Linked DNA regions of Salmo salar: region 1 is linked to region 2. A link is a contact called in public Hi-C data. All regions are on one chromosome and are shown on one strand. The core of a region is the stretch at or near the end of the contact, and the rest is flanking DNA. Distances in the headings are between cores, read along the strand shown. Region 1 holds the start of aqp3a (aquaporin 3a). Region 2 overlaps LOC106585797.

Region 1 (2,700 bases), core at 146-2,645, 75 kb before region 2:
TGAATCATTTGGCTACATTTCTTTAAATTGACAATTCTGTGAGCGGTCTTGTGCACGTTTTAAATTGACACAATACCTGTTAGCAAAGGTGTCAGAGATGACGTGCAGGAGCTTGCAGGGATTTGTAGATTTCCATGATGTCTACTTTGTTGCTAATAACCATTTTTGAATCTGAGAGTAAATAGTGCCGAATATATTGATAAAAATCACCTTTTCCGAGAGAGATTTACATGGTTATCAAAACATCACGCCAGGGAAAGCCTACACAAAACACAGCCCTTTAAGTGTTTCTACAGTCCCCTATGGGAAAGAAATGAATGGTTGAAAAAAACTGTCTCAGCCTCATTACAAAATGTGTAGAATTGCATAAGATTAGCTATAAAACCACAATTTTCTTTCTGCCACCTGGAAATATGTTTAGAATTGCAGGAAATTAGCTCTTCCTCTTCTGAAGTGATGTCTTCTGATTCTCACACTCTCTCTTCTCCTTTTAGTTTATCCTGTTTCTTTGTTCTGCCTGAAACGTCATCACCATGTACTGTTCCTGCTTTGTCTGCTCTGAATAGAGGTGCCTGTCAATATCTCTATAACTGCTCAAAATGCATGCTTCTCACACCAAGAAGCAGTGTGACCCCCCCCCCCTGTTGAGGTACTAGAGTACATTGCATTCAACTTAACTGTGAAAGTATAGATTATACAGTATATTATAGATGCAATCAGTTCTTGAACAAATATGATGTACCTTGATGTTTTTCTGTTATCTGCTATATCCAACATTGCATTTGATATTCCAACACAATAGGAAGCCCTATACAGTACATTGTGAAGTAGCAAAGCACAAATAACAGAGTACAAGTAGTCTACGTCAATTCAAAACATATATCACACTAGCATGAGTAGAGATATCCAACCTAACACTCACATACAGTAAACTATGGCCGTCCCTTTCTTCCCACAAATAACTAAAATACTTTAAACATTTTCAGTATAGTGGTTTTCACGTTCTGTCCGGTAGATCTGAGTGCACTCAACAAACTGCCAGCTTCATTACAGACACCATGCAGGGCCCTGAGGCAGGCTGACACATGTCAAGCAAAGGGCTGTCAGACAGTTCTGAGATCTGTTGATGTATTACCAGATGATAGTATGGCAAGCTCATAAAGCATGTGTAAGGTCTATCCCTATAACTGGTTTTGAGTGAATCGCACCTCTATTCAGACCAGACAAAGCAGGAACAACAGAGAAAATGGACAGGCGGAAAGGAGAAGAGAGAGAGTGCGAATCAGAAGAGGCAGACGGAGAGAGAGAGTATTTGGGAGTTACAAGGGAGAGAGACTGAGGGAGGGAGGGAGAGAGATTGTGGGAGGGGGAGAGAAGGGAGTGTTCGAGGAGGCTGTCTTTGGCAGGAGCCACAGGAAGTCCAGGTCCTATAAGAGAAGGAGGCCAGGGCCTCATCCATCACACACACTCAAGAGGCCCTACCTACCTACTGTCACCAGACACAGTACAGGAGGCCAGGGCATCAGCCATCACACACACTCAGGAGGACCTATCTTGCCGAGCATCACTGAACCATGGGAAAACAGAAGATATGGTTGGACAAGCTGGCACGGAACTTCCAGATCCGTAACCTGCTGCTGCGCCAGGCTCTGGCAGAGTGTCTGGGTACCCTCATCCTGGTGGTAAGAGACCCTCTATCTGTCACCACCTTACTCACATTCTCATTCATGATATGTATGGTCAGGTTATTCTCAAACATTTTACACATCTATAGTCAGGTTATCCTCACTCATTTTCCACATCTATAGTCAGGTTATCCTCACTCATTTTCCACATCTATAGTCAGGTTATCCTCAATCATTTTCCACATCTATAGTCAGGTTATCCTCACTCATTTTCCACATCTATAGTCAGGTTATCCTCACTCATTTTCCTCATCTATAGTCAGGTTATCCTCACTCATTTCCCACATCTATAGTCAGGTTATCCTCACTCATTTTCCACATCTATAGTCAGGTTATCCTCACTCATTTTCCACATCTATAGTCAGGTTATCCTCACTCATTTTCCACATCTATAGTCAGGTTATCCTCACTCATTTTCCACATCTATAGTCAGGTTATCCTCACTCATTTTCCACATCTATAGTCAGGTTATTCTCACTCATTTTCCACATCTATAGTCAGGTTATCCTCACTCATTTTCCACATCTATAGTCAGGTTATGCTCACTCATTTTCCACATCTATAGTCAGGTTATTCTCACTCATTTTCCACATCTATAGTCAGGTTATCCTCACTCATTTTCCACATCTATAGTCAGGTTATTCTCAATCATTTTCCACATCTATAGTCAGGTTATCCTCAATCATTTTCCACATCTATAGTCAGGTTATCCTCAATCATTTTCCACATCTATAGTCAGGTTATCCTCAATCATTTTCCACATCTATAGTCAGGTTATCCTCACTCATTTTCCTCATCTATAGTCAGGTTATTCTCAATAATTTTCCACATCTATAGTCAGGTTATTCTCAATTTTCCACACCTATAGTCAGGTTATCCTCACTTAAGCTTTCCTTGGAAGAGTAGACTGCATGTTTTACTTTCATGATTTTTTGCCACAATAAATATTAGTTTGAGCATATTCATACCTGTATCTCCTTGAAATATGACATTGCAGGTTACATTTTCTTGGCTC
Region 2 (2,700 bases), core at 108-2,607:
CTACGAACGTAAATATAACTTTTTTAGACTTTTCGGCATGACATTTTGCGCTCGCTTCCTGCATTTGGAGTAGTGGACTAAACGAGCGATAAAAAAGGACGTATTTGGACATAAATGATGGACTTTATCGAACAAAACAAACATTTATTGTGGAACTGGGATTCCTGGGAGTGCATTCTGATGAAGATCATCAAAGGTAAGTGAATATTTATAATGCTATTTCTGATTTTAGTTGACTCCAAAATGGCAGGTATCTGTATTGCTTGTTGTTGTTGTCTGAGCGCTGTACTCAGATTATTGCAAAGTGTGCTTTCGCTGTAAAGTTTTTTTGAAATCTGACACAGCGGTTGCATTAAGGGGAAGTGTATCTATAATTCTTTGAATAACAGCTGAATATTTTATCAATGTTTATGATGAGTATTTAAGTAAATTGATGTGCTCATTCACCGGAGGTTTTGGGAGGCAAAACATTTCTGAACATTACACGCCAATGTAAAATGGGGTTTTTGGATATAAATATTAACTTCATCGAGCAAAACATACATGTATTGTGTAACATGAAGTCCTATGAGTGCCATCTGATGAAGATCATCAAAGGTTAGTGATTCATTTTAGCTGTATTTCTGGTTTTTGTGACGCCTCTCATTGCTTGGAAAATGGCTGTGTGGTTTTTCTTGTCTCGGCGCTGTCCTAACATAATCTAATGTTATGCTTTCGCCGTAAAGCCTTTTTGAAATCGGACAATGTGGTGGGATTAACGAGAAGTGTATCTTTAAAATGGGATATAATAGTTGTATGTTTGAGAAATTTGAATTATGAGATTTTTGTTGTTTTGAATTTGCCGCCCTGCTATTTCACTGGCTGTTGAATAGTGTGTCCCGCGGGTGAGACGCTAGCATCCCACATTTCCCAGAGAGGTTAAGCAAGGCACTTAACCTCACTTCTCTCAGGGAGGGTGGGATATGCAAAACCAAAAAAATCCAATTCACACGTGTATTAATAGATACTTGTACATGTGTGAAATAGGAGAACTATAAGCACCCACCTGTTGTGGTGGATGTTGAGTAAGAGCATGACAGTCCCCAGCACCAGAGCCAGAGAGCTCAGCACCAGCATGGCCACTTTCCAGCCAAACCCTGTAACACACACACAAAGAGAGAGGGAGAAACTCCCATAATCGACAGTTCAGAGTAAACAAACTCTTTCCACTTTCAAACTCCAGCAAACCTCTTGAATGTCATATAAAAGGTCTTTAGAAAGTGGAATTATCTGAGTGGGCTTGGACATCAATACACCCACTCTACAGATTCCTATGTAAGTTTCCTTCTCCTCTAACACCACCATGTGGTAGATAAGGCACAGAGTAGAAGGCCCCAGAGCCCATCGGGGCAGAGAGATGTGTTTTGCCCCTGGGTTTGTTTTGAAGGCAGTTATAGTCTTTCTTCCACACCCCTCTGGCAATAGGTTTCCCAACTCACCATACTCAGCGTTGAAGAATGTCATTGAGGGGCCCTCAGGGCCCATGGTGCTTTCAACCAGATGAGAGTGCTCTGTCCCACTGTCCATTCCAGTGGTGTTAGGGGCAACAACATCATCCCCTGGAACTGGAGGGGGTACATCACATCGGCATGTGAGTGTAATAACACAGGAGTAATACCCTAGTTATTATCTCAAAGCCATAGCCCCTTTGTTTTATTCATCTGTTCATCAATTAGTATGTCATCTCACCAAAGCCAGACCAAAATACTTAACTGAGGACCATCAGATTGAATTGAATCAAAAGACTTACACATAGGTCTAGACTAGTGCCCCATAGGACTGGCGTAGGGAGGAGCCCCAAGTGAAGAGTTTTGGACTTGCTGGCAACCAGCCCATATTAGGACCCTATTGATTGGAGGGAACTTAGCTGAATGAGATTTAGCCAGCAAGGACAGTGGAAATACAATCCCTGATGGAACTAGTGGTATGTGACCACGCTGAGATGCCATTTGGATCACCCACTGTTAAGCCTAAGACACTGACCAAACCAAGGTATTCTCAAAGCAGATACAAAAAAATGGACTTTGTTACAATGTACAGTACCAGTCAAAAGTTTGGGCACACCTACTCATTCAAGGGGCTTTCTTTATTTGTACCATTTTCTACATTGAAGAATAAAAGTGAAGACATCACAACTATGAAATAACACATATGGAATCATGTAGTAACCAAAAAAGTGTTAAACAAATAAAAATATATTTTATATTTGAGATTCTTCCTTGATGACAGCTTTGCACAGTCTTGGCATTCTCTCAACCAGCTTCACCTGGAATGCTTTTCAAACAGTCTTGAAGGAATTCCCACATACGCTGAGCACTTGTTGGCTGCTTTTCCTTCACTCTGAGGTCCAACTCATTCCAAACTATCTCAATTGGGTTGAGGTTGGTTGATTGTGGAGGCCAGGTCTCTGATGCAGCACAACATCACTCTTCTTCTTGGTCAAATAGCCCTTACACAGCGTGGAGGTTTGTTGGGTCATTGTCCTGTTGAAAAACAAATTATAGTCCCATTAAGAGCAAACAGATGGGATGCAGTATCGCTGCAGAATGCTGTGGTAGCCATGCTGGTTCAGTGTGCCTTAAACTCCAATTAAATCTCTGATAGTGTCACCAGCAAAGCACACCCACACCATCACACCACCTCTTCCATGCTTCACGGTGG

The links. A called contact is a pair of places that touch in the nucleus more often than the background predicts.
Region 1: a Hi-C map of muscle shows a contact between it and region 2, with 3 times the contacts expected there. The contact joins the promoter of aqp3a here to the enhancer-like site in region 2.

Annotation. Positions count from the first base shown.
Region 1 is chrssa24:35,509,054-35,511,753 of Ssal_v3.1, reverse strand. It overlaps aqp3a (aquaporin 3a), which reads left to right and starts at 1,395. Exons shown (of 6, transcript XM_014172437.2): 1 at 1,395-1,682. The coding sequence starts at 1,575.
Region 2 is chrssa24:35,434,403-35,437,102 of Ssal_v3.1, reverse strand. LOC106585797 reads right to left here. Exons shown (of 5, transcript XM_014172433.2): 3 at 1,479-1,604; 4 at 1,046-1,136. Among protein-coding and RNA genes, the nearest start is that of LOC106585797, 11 kb to the right of the region's middle. Within about 2 kb of position 1,357, at least 1 of the 13 cell types and tissues checked has an H3K27ac peak or open chromatin away from gene starts, as enhancers often do. A contact at or near this core is called in muscle, where this site is marked.